2 separate regions of the Mus musculus genome follow, and region 2 is linked to region 1. The links are chromatin contacts, called in public Hi-C maps. All regions are on one chromosome and are shown on one strand. Each heading gives the region's core, a stretch centred on a gene start, on an enhancer-like site or on the middle of the called end of the contact. The rest is flanking DNA. Distances are from core to core; before and after follow the strand shown.

The links. Hi-C and Micro-C count contacts between places; a contact is called where the count stands out from the background.
Region 2: a Hi-C map of B cells shows a contact between it and region 1, with 5 read pairs. The contact joins the promoter of Bclaf1 here to the promoter of Katna1 in region 1. A contact is called at or near these places in 1 of 39 promoter capture datasets (cranial neural crest) and 1 of 484 Hi-C or Micro-C datasets (B cells).

The regions. Positions count from the first base shown.
Region 1 is chr10:7,723,770-7,728,222 of GRCm38.p6, forward strand. Katna1 (katanin p60 (ATPase-containing) subunit A1) reads left to right here and starts at 2,231. Exons shown (of 11, transcript NM_011835.2): 1 at 2,231-2,354.
Region 2 is chr10:20,310,593-20,315,045 of GRCm38.p6, forward strand. It overlaps Bclaf1 (BCL2-associated transcription factor 1), which reads left to right and starts at 1,877. Exons shown (of 13, transcript NM_001025392.1): 1 at 1,877-2,012.

The DNA of each region.
Region 1 (4,453 bases), core at 981-3,480:
AACTGAGGCTCCCTCCTTTCAGATGACTCTAGCTTGTGTCAAGTTGACAAAAAACTATACAGGACCCTTTATTTTTACTTTTATGGGTTCTAGTGATTGCATGCATCCAGCTGTGAGCTGGTGAGCTGGATGGAGCTAGGAAGAGCTGGGATGCAGCTCTATATAGAACTGGACTCAGCACTGCAAAAGTAAAAAGGCAAAGTAGGTCAGCAGAAAATTGTGTGACCGCACTTAGGAAACGGAGGCAGGAGGATTCCCCCTTGAGTTTGAGGTGACCATGGGTTATTTATTGTGATTCTATCTTCTAAAAAAAGAGAAGTTTGAAATCTCTGTGGTTTAAGGGTAACTATAACTGTTTGTTGTTTAATTGTACAAGTAAGTAAATAGAAGTAGTCACTGTGTCTTAGGGTTTCATTGCTGTGAAGAGACACCATGACCACGGCAGCTCTTATAAAGGTGAACATTTAATTGGAGCATGCTTACAGGTTCACGGGTTCAGTCCATTCTCATCATGGAAGTTTCCAGGCAGGCATGGCTGGAGGATCTGAGAGTTGTAAACCTTGTTTCAAAGGCAAACAGGAGAAGACTACTGTCTTCCAGGTAGCTAGGAGGAGTGTCTCAAAGCCCATCCCCACAGTGGCACATTTCCTCCAACAAGGCCACACCTACTCCAATAAGGCTATGTCTCCTAACAGTACCACTTTCCTGGGCCAAACATATTCAAACCACCACACACTGTAAGTCACCTTTTGGGGGTTTGTCTTTCTATTTCAAACATTTTCACTGACGCCAGGCACAGAAGCCCATGGCTGTAATGGGGACTCTTAAGAGCAGAGAAACTATGAGTCTGAGGTCAACCTGGGGTATGTGATAAGTTCCAGGCTAGGAGAGGTTATAGAGTGAGACTTTGTCTTGAAACAGCAACAAACAGGTATGTGGGAGTAGGTGGATGGGTGGAGGAACATCCTCATAGAAGCAGGGGGAGGGAGGATGGGATAGGGGGTTTCCTGGGGGCCAGGGTGGGAAAGGGGATAACATTTGAATTGTAAGTAAAGAAAATATCTGGATGGCTCAGCGGTTAAGAGCACCGACTGCTCTTCCAGAGACCTTGAGTTCAATTCCCAGCAACCACATGGTGGCTCACAACCACCTGTAATGGGATCTGATGCTCTCTTCTGGTGTGTCAGAAGACAGTTACAGTGTACTCATATACATATAATAAATAATTCTTAAAAGAAAAGAAAATATCCAAGGAAAAAACAACAACAAAACATCACTGAGGTATAATTTACATAAACTCAAATTACAACTTTCATTTCATGTGTAAAACTGTACACCTGGGAAGACATCTCCACTACAGAACATCATTCCCAACTCCTAACTAACTCCCACCCGGATACTTCTGATTAGTTACTACAGATTCATCCTGTAGGTTCTAGGATTTCCTATATATTTAAGTATACCATATACATTCATTTTGCACCTTTGAGAAGCTTTTAAATTATAATCCGGTTTTATAAATTAACAGGCCTTTGCATTTGTATAGATTATAAATCCATCTCTTGGAGTAATTGATCTATATCTCTCTAAGTGGTCTTTTTTATTCTTGCTGATGTGCTGATTATAGTTTTCTGTGCTCTGTGACACTAACGTTCACATCTACTAGAGCAGAAAATATATTTTCTATTTTTGGTGAAAAATTTAGAAGACTTTAAACCCTGTAAAACATTATTTCATATATGCAGTGGCTTGCCTGCATGCATGTATGTGTACCAGTTTGTGCCCTGTGTTTTGTGATATAGGAAGAGGGTGATGGATCACCTGGAATTGGAAATAAAATCTCACCCCTTAGCATGTCTTGAGAGTATTCGCGTTACCCTGACACATGGGTCCCAGGCTTCATAATCCTAAGTACCGGGCTCTAAAGCAAGATTTGTCATAAACGAATTGCTTGAGCACTGACACTCACCTGTAAGAGAGCCCCTGACCTCCTAACCTCAGAGCAGCTTAGTGTAAATCTCCTGCTAAGGCAGAGTGAAGAAGCCCTGGGAAGAGATAATGGTCCACAGAGTAAGTACTGAAGTAGGCGGGGTATTGCCAAGTCCTTCGCCCCGCCTACTTTCCTTCCCCACGCCTACTCCCATTTCCTAGCCGCGGCGCACAGTGCGCAGAAGCACCCCGAGCTCGGCCACGCCCCTCCGCAGGTTCCGCCTGCGCGCGCACGCCCGTAGAGCACGCACTTCCGGGGCGTGTCCCCGCCGGTGCGGGAACTATCCTTTTAAGAGGGGCTTTCCCGGTTTCATTTCAACTTGGTCCCGACCCGGAGCTGCGGCGGGTAGCCTGGGCTGCGCTAGGTGAGTGCTCGGGCCTCCAGGCTCCCTGTTCCGCCCCCGCGACACCCGACCAGGGAACGCGTTCGAAGCTTTCACGCCCCCATCCCGAAACTTCCGCCTTGTAAAATCCCCAGAGCCTGGAGGTTGGGGTTCAGCTTCTTTTCGTACAGTTTGTTAGGTTGGAGTTGTACTGCTTTCTGGTGGCTTACTTCTTTCTGTTGTTTCTCCTTTGTGTTGGCCTTTGTTTTTAGTTTTAGATTTATTGCTATTGTTGAGTATGGTGTAGATGTGGGCGCGTGAGTGGAGGTCAGAGGACAACTCTCTGGGGTCGCTTCCCTCCATCCGCCTTTACGAGGGTCCCAGAGTTGAACTCGGGTAGCCCGGCATGCTGGGCAAATGCCTCTACCTGCTGAGCCCCCTCACCGGCGTTTGTTGTTTTGTTTTTGTTGCTTTTAAAGGTGATAATATTGACGTTCTTTCTCTCTCTCCCTGGCTGTTCTGGATCTCGCTCTGTAGACCCGACTAGCCTTCCTTTACCTCCTGGCGCTGGGATTAAAGGTGTGTGCAACCACGCCACTCTTGGGGTTAGTTTCTTAATCTGAGAGCCTAGTGTTCTCATGAAAGCTTTTGGCTTTTTTGATTTGGCGCTGTGGAGAAAATTTATCCCAGGAAGCATTTGTTTCATTCAGTATGTGGGTTCAGTGGCATACAAACGAAAACTTGTCTTTCTTTCTTTCCTTTCCTTTCTTCTTTCTCTTTTTTCTCTTCTCTTTTCTTCTCCCTCTCTTCTCCCTCTCTTCTCCCTCTCCTCTCCCTCTCCTCTCTCCCTCCCCCTCCCCTCCCCCTCCTCTCCTCTTTCTTTTCTTTCCTTTCCTCTCTTTCTCTTTCTCTTTCTTCTCTTTCTCTTTCTCTCTCTCTCTCTCTCTCTCTCTCTCTCTCTCTCTCTCTCTCTCTCTTTCTCTTTCTCTTTCTCTTTCTCTTTCTCTTTCTCTTTCTCTTCTTCTCTCTCCTCTCCCTCTCCTCTTTCTTCAGTGTCTCTTGTAGCCAGAGCTGGTCCTTAACTCCGGATCCTTTTGCCTCTGCCTTGTACTGCGTGTAGGCTAGGCTTGTAACTGTTGCCAGCCCTTATTTGTTTATTTATTTATAGACAGTGTCCTTTGTAGCCTAAACTGGCCTGAACTTCTGAAACTCTTGCTTCTGCCTGGTACTGGGATTACAGGCGGCTACACTTCCCCCAGTTCAAGCTTTTATTTAGTAATCATTAGTACTTTTTATGTAATTAGCTCCCAAGAGAACAGTGATGCCTGCCTGCCTTTCTTTTCTCTTTTCTTTTCTTTTCTTTTCTTTTCTTTTCTTTTCTTTTCTTTTCTTTCTTTCTTTCTTTCTTTTTTTGTTTGTTGGTTTGTTTTTTTGTTTTTCGAGACAGGGTTTCTCTGTGTAGCCCTGGCTGTCCTGGAGACCAGGACTGGCCTCGAACTCAGAAATCTGCCTGCCTCTGACTCCCAAATGCTGGGATTACAGGCATGTGCCACCACTGCCCGGCTGATGCTCGTTTTCCTTGACGGTACAAGTGTACAAGGCAGTATAGAGCAGAGGCAAGAGGATCCGATGCTGGAGTGACTGGGAAGTAAAACAAAAATAACCCTACCATATTCTTTCCACAAAACCTAAAAAGGAATTTCAAAGTCTAATTTCTTTTTGTCTTTATCATAATTCCATAATTGCTACACAGTCACTACTATTTTCTTTTAAATATTTTTTTACTCTTTGAAAATTTCATGTATTTACACCATGTATGTTGATTGTATCCCTTCAACACTACCTCCAACACCACCCCAAGTGTTTCCATCTCCCCAACTTCAGATCCTATGTTGTTTTATTAATAAATTCCCATTGTTATTAATAAGCCTTTGAGACCAGTTAGTGTTGTCTGTGTGTACATGGGTGGCCAGCCGGCCAGCGTCTGTGGCTCATAGGACTGTGACTGTTCTTGTCAGCCATTGACTGCCAATAACTAATTCCTCATATTCTAGAGGTAAATTTCCTGAAATTACTTGTGTGTCTCTAGTACATTTGAGGGTGCTTTGCCAGCCTGCGTTCAACTCCTGAAACCAGGAGGG
Region 2 (4,453 bases), core at 627-3,126, about 13 Mb after region 1:
CAGGGTCAGAGGACAACCTTTAGGAATCTGTTCTGTCCTTCTGCTGTGAAGTTTTCAACAGGGAAGACTGCTTGGACATGGTTTTAAGGCAATGGAAAGTATATTAGCTGTCTGAGTGTTCCAGATCCGAGTGTGTAGTCCTTGGCTTTATCAGGGTGAGAGGCACAAAAACCGTGTTCTGGGTTGACAGACTTCATTTAAGAAAAGCAGTTAACTAGATGTGGACTACAGATGCCCAAACACAAGCTTCTTCGCACACATACACTTCCCCAGAGCTATAGACCTCGATGAATTAGGTCTTTGTTTCCTTTTGGCAGATAGGACTGCCTACATGCTGAGTTTTACAGCCTGAATAGTACTTCTGCCATGGAGGGAGTTGTCTTGGGCCCTACTACACTTCTACCATAAAGGTCCCAGGGATTGAACTCAGGTTGTATTGGGCTTGGGAGCGGTTCCTTGACCGTCTGAGCTCCTTACAGAGGCTCAACCTGTTTGTTAGACATCCACTTATTTATTTGTTCCCATGTCTTCCTTCTTTGGTAACACATTGATTTATTTGAGGTCAAAGTTAGGTTAGGAAGGTGTACTTCTGTGGCTGAACAATTGTGTAGCGCGTACCAGGCAGGTTCTGCGGGTTCAGTGCCCAGCACAGGGGATCTAATGAGCGAAAAATTATATTGCCTTAGATGAAAAGATAACTTTCCAACATATACTAGAATTGCACAGGACTTAATAGCTTCAAAGTGATTAGATTTTGGTATTTTGAATAGATTAAGAGCTATTGGCCCCTGCTGTCTCATTAATATAAAATAGCACAGTTGTGCTGTCTTTGTGCTTCATGTAAATACAGCTCACCTACTTGACAAGTATTTTCTGAGCTCCTACTTTATGCTTTAGACCTATCAGGGTCCCGCATATAGCGCAGATCATAGCTTCCACCATGGTAGTGGGAGCTGGGTGCGGAGCAATTGCCCAATTAAAATACAATCAAAATCAGGATTCATTGGTCAGTCAGGTACTTCCTCCACTGTGGAGTGGATTGTGAGGACAGGCTGCCCTGAACAAGGTTAAAGATCAGAATCAAACTCTAATGCTGAACTTAACTGACAGGCTGCCAATTACAGCTTTGAAATCCTTCAAGGAATTTAACGTTGTCCTAAAATATCACACCGTAATAACGGCTTTAGTCCCTTGAGTGGTCCTGCTTTGGTAAGAACAGCAGGTAAATATGTCTGCAACTTGCTTCAATTCAATCCTGGCTTCTTCGTTTATAATCTGATTCTGGCAGATCCAGTTAGGGCGTGAGGTTTCCGGATCCGTACAAAACTCTGAGAAAGCCTCAGGGGCCAGGCTCCGGCGCCCGGGAAGTTAAGAGCCATTCCGTGACGCAGTCGCCCAGCCGATCCAAGTCTCACGATCGGCCCGGGAGGGGGCGGGGGGCGAGTTCACCCGAAGCCACTCGGCAGAGACTGCCTTGTAACTGTCATGTTAGGCGTCCGAGGGACGGCGCTTCCGGGCAGACGCAGCCCTGCGTCGTCGGTTTTCCGGCCTTTTCCTCAGTGAGAGAGCTTCTGGCGTGCTCTGGGTCGCCGCCTCAGAAGGAGCCAGGCTCGCTAACAGCGGCTCGGAAGTCAGGGGACATCAGTCTCGACTGTTCTTCGAACAAAGCCGAGCCGCCTGCGGAGAAGCCAGCCAGCCCTTCAGGGCCCGCCCCACCCTTGTCCCACCCCCTGTCGGCTACACCTCGCGAGACCGGGCAACGAGACTTCCCAGAAAGCCTTGGGCTACACTCAACCGCGGTTCGCCAGTCGCGCCTGGGCGGGACGGTGGGAGGGGCCTGCCTAGCGATTTAGCGGCCTGGAAGGCCACGCCCCAAGTCGGAAGTGACGGAGCCGAGCTAGCGCGACGAGGCCGCCTCTATGGTCTTCCTCTCCTTCTGGAGTCGGGAAATGGCCGCTGTGTAGTTAGCACGGAGGTAAACCCTGCACGCACATCGTGCTTCGGCGTGTCAGGTAGGCCTCGCGCCGCATTCGAGTCACTCAAAGGAGAAAGCCGAGGCGACAGGGCGGTTGGGTATCGACAACTCTGACGCGTGGTGACGGGTCGGCGGCGGGAACGGGGACCCCGAGCCGTTACTCGTGCGTTTTCCTCCTCGCTCCCTCGGGTCTGGAAGGCGCCGCGGGCCGCCGGGGTGGGGGGATGGGGGAGCTGCGCCACCAGCGGGCCGGGCTGCGAACCTGGCTCGGGGCCGGAGCCCGGGAGGCCTCGGCGTGCGCGTGCGCAAACCGCTCGCCGACCCTTCCCCCACGGCCTCGGCTGGGACTCCTGCGCGCGCCCGGCCCAGGGCTCTGCGCACGCGTGCTTTTTTCCCCTTTCTTCCCTGCCCATGGCAACGCCGCCGCGTGTGTTAGTTTCCGAGCCTTGCTTGTTGTTGGCCTTGGGGGAGGCGTCTTCCTTCCTGGTCCTAGCCTTTGGGACTCGGAGGAGATAACGGCGAGCTGCGACAAAGTTAAGCAACGGAATCAGCCACGTCGTGCGTGGCGGTTAAGCCGCCTCCCTCGCCTCTATGGGGTACATATGTCGGTTTAGGCCAGGCTTAATCAGATGAAGGCTTTCGATCTGTTTGTAGCAGACACCTGGGTGTTGGCGCCAAAGTTTTTCGTTTTGGCTCCCTACCAACTCACTGTTGTAGCCGATCAGTAGGTGCGTAGTTCCAGTTTCTAGCGGGATGCGACTAAGAGAGGGGCCCTTTCTCAGTAATCCAAGCGCTGACATACCTTTTTTTTTTTTTTTTTTTCTTGTTTTTCCAGACAGGGTTTCTCTGTGTAGCCCTGGCTGTCCTGGAACTCACTCTGTAGACCAGGCTGGCCTCGAACAGAAATCCGCCTGCCTCTGCCTCCCAAGTGTTGGGATTAAAGGCGTGCGCCACCACCGCCCCGGCTACCTTTTTTGGTAAGAGTTAGCACACTTTAGAAATTGAGGATATTGGCAGCGGTGATTGGGGGGATAAATGGGTGAAGGAAGAAGGTTATAGTTCTGTCACTCAGTGCTGGCCTTGAACTCCCAGTTAATCTCCTGCCTTAGCTTCGGGAGTGGTGGGATAATAGTATTTTTTTTTCGTCACTTCTTCGTCACCCCAGCTGAGTTTTAAGATTTGTTTTCTTGGTCTGGGGAGTGACCAGAATATTGGATTTCTGTACCCTAGACGATCTTCTTGGGTCCAAGTGGCTTCGAACTACGGGTTCTCCATGTATATATGTGTTTGGGTTATAGATGTGCAAATTCATACCCAACATATTTTAAGTTTATCTAGTTAAAGTGAGGACCTGTACTTTCTACCTTTAAATTTAAAGTTTTCTATTAGAATTGAAAAGGAGAAAAATTGAAAGGGAAAAAAAACCTGTTAGTCACTTCAGACTCACATCCTGTTGGTACAGCATATATATTTTTGTATTAAAAGGGAATCGTAGAACAAAATGTCTTGTCCTCACTATGAGCTTGTATTCTAGATTAGCCCTAACTGGGATAGTTGGTACTGTTACGCAATAAAGGACCTTTAAAGACTTACCAGTTTGCATTTTTTGTGTGATTCTAACCAAATTCAGGGTAGTGTGCTGGGAAGGATGTCTCTAAAGTCGTTTTTAGTAAACAGCTGAGATTTCCAGTGTTGGAATAACAGGCTCCAGCCACCATACATACCCAGTGTATGTGGTGCTGAGAATCAAACCCGGGGCTTTGTGTGTGCTGAAAAGCTCTGTCAGCTAAGCATATCCCCTGTCCTAGAGTTGACTTTTGTCTTAGAAAGCAGAAGTTAATTTTAGGACTTGAAAGCCGATCTGGAAAAAGCACTGCTTTTTAGGCTAGTATCTAGTTGAATTTATTGAAAAACTTATTGTGGGGAGCAAGCAAACTAAGCTGCATTAGATTATCTGTGATGTAAAATAAGTGGAGAAAGCTTTTTCCAGTTGTTTATATAGATCTTTTGATTGGTAATTCCCAGGAACTGTATTTGAAATCATTGATGGAATACTATCCACTATCTGAAATCTGCTGTGTAATTTTTATGATTGGTTAATGAGAGAATCTAGAAGACCAGTATATCTCTGGGTAGCAATTGTACTGGTTAATAAGAGAATCTAGAAGATCATTGTATCTCTGAGTAGTAATTGTAAGTGGTTGTGGTTGGAGGATATGGGTTTGTGTGTTGCTGGTTCTAGCTTCTTAAACAATCTTAAAAACACTGAGTATTTGAGTTATAGGCATTTAATATTTTTGATTCAACATTGAAAATAAGTCTGTGAACTTTATAAGTAATAATATTGATCTTACTTAATGTCTTAGGACTTTTTTTTATAGATTTATTTATTTATTATTCAGATGCACCAGAAGAGGGCGCCAGGTCTCATTAAGGATGGCTGTGAGCCACCATGTGGTTGCTGGGAATTGAACTCAG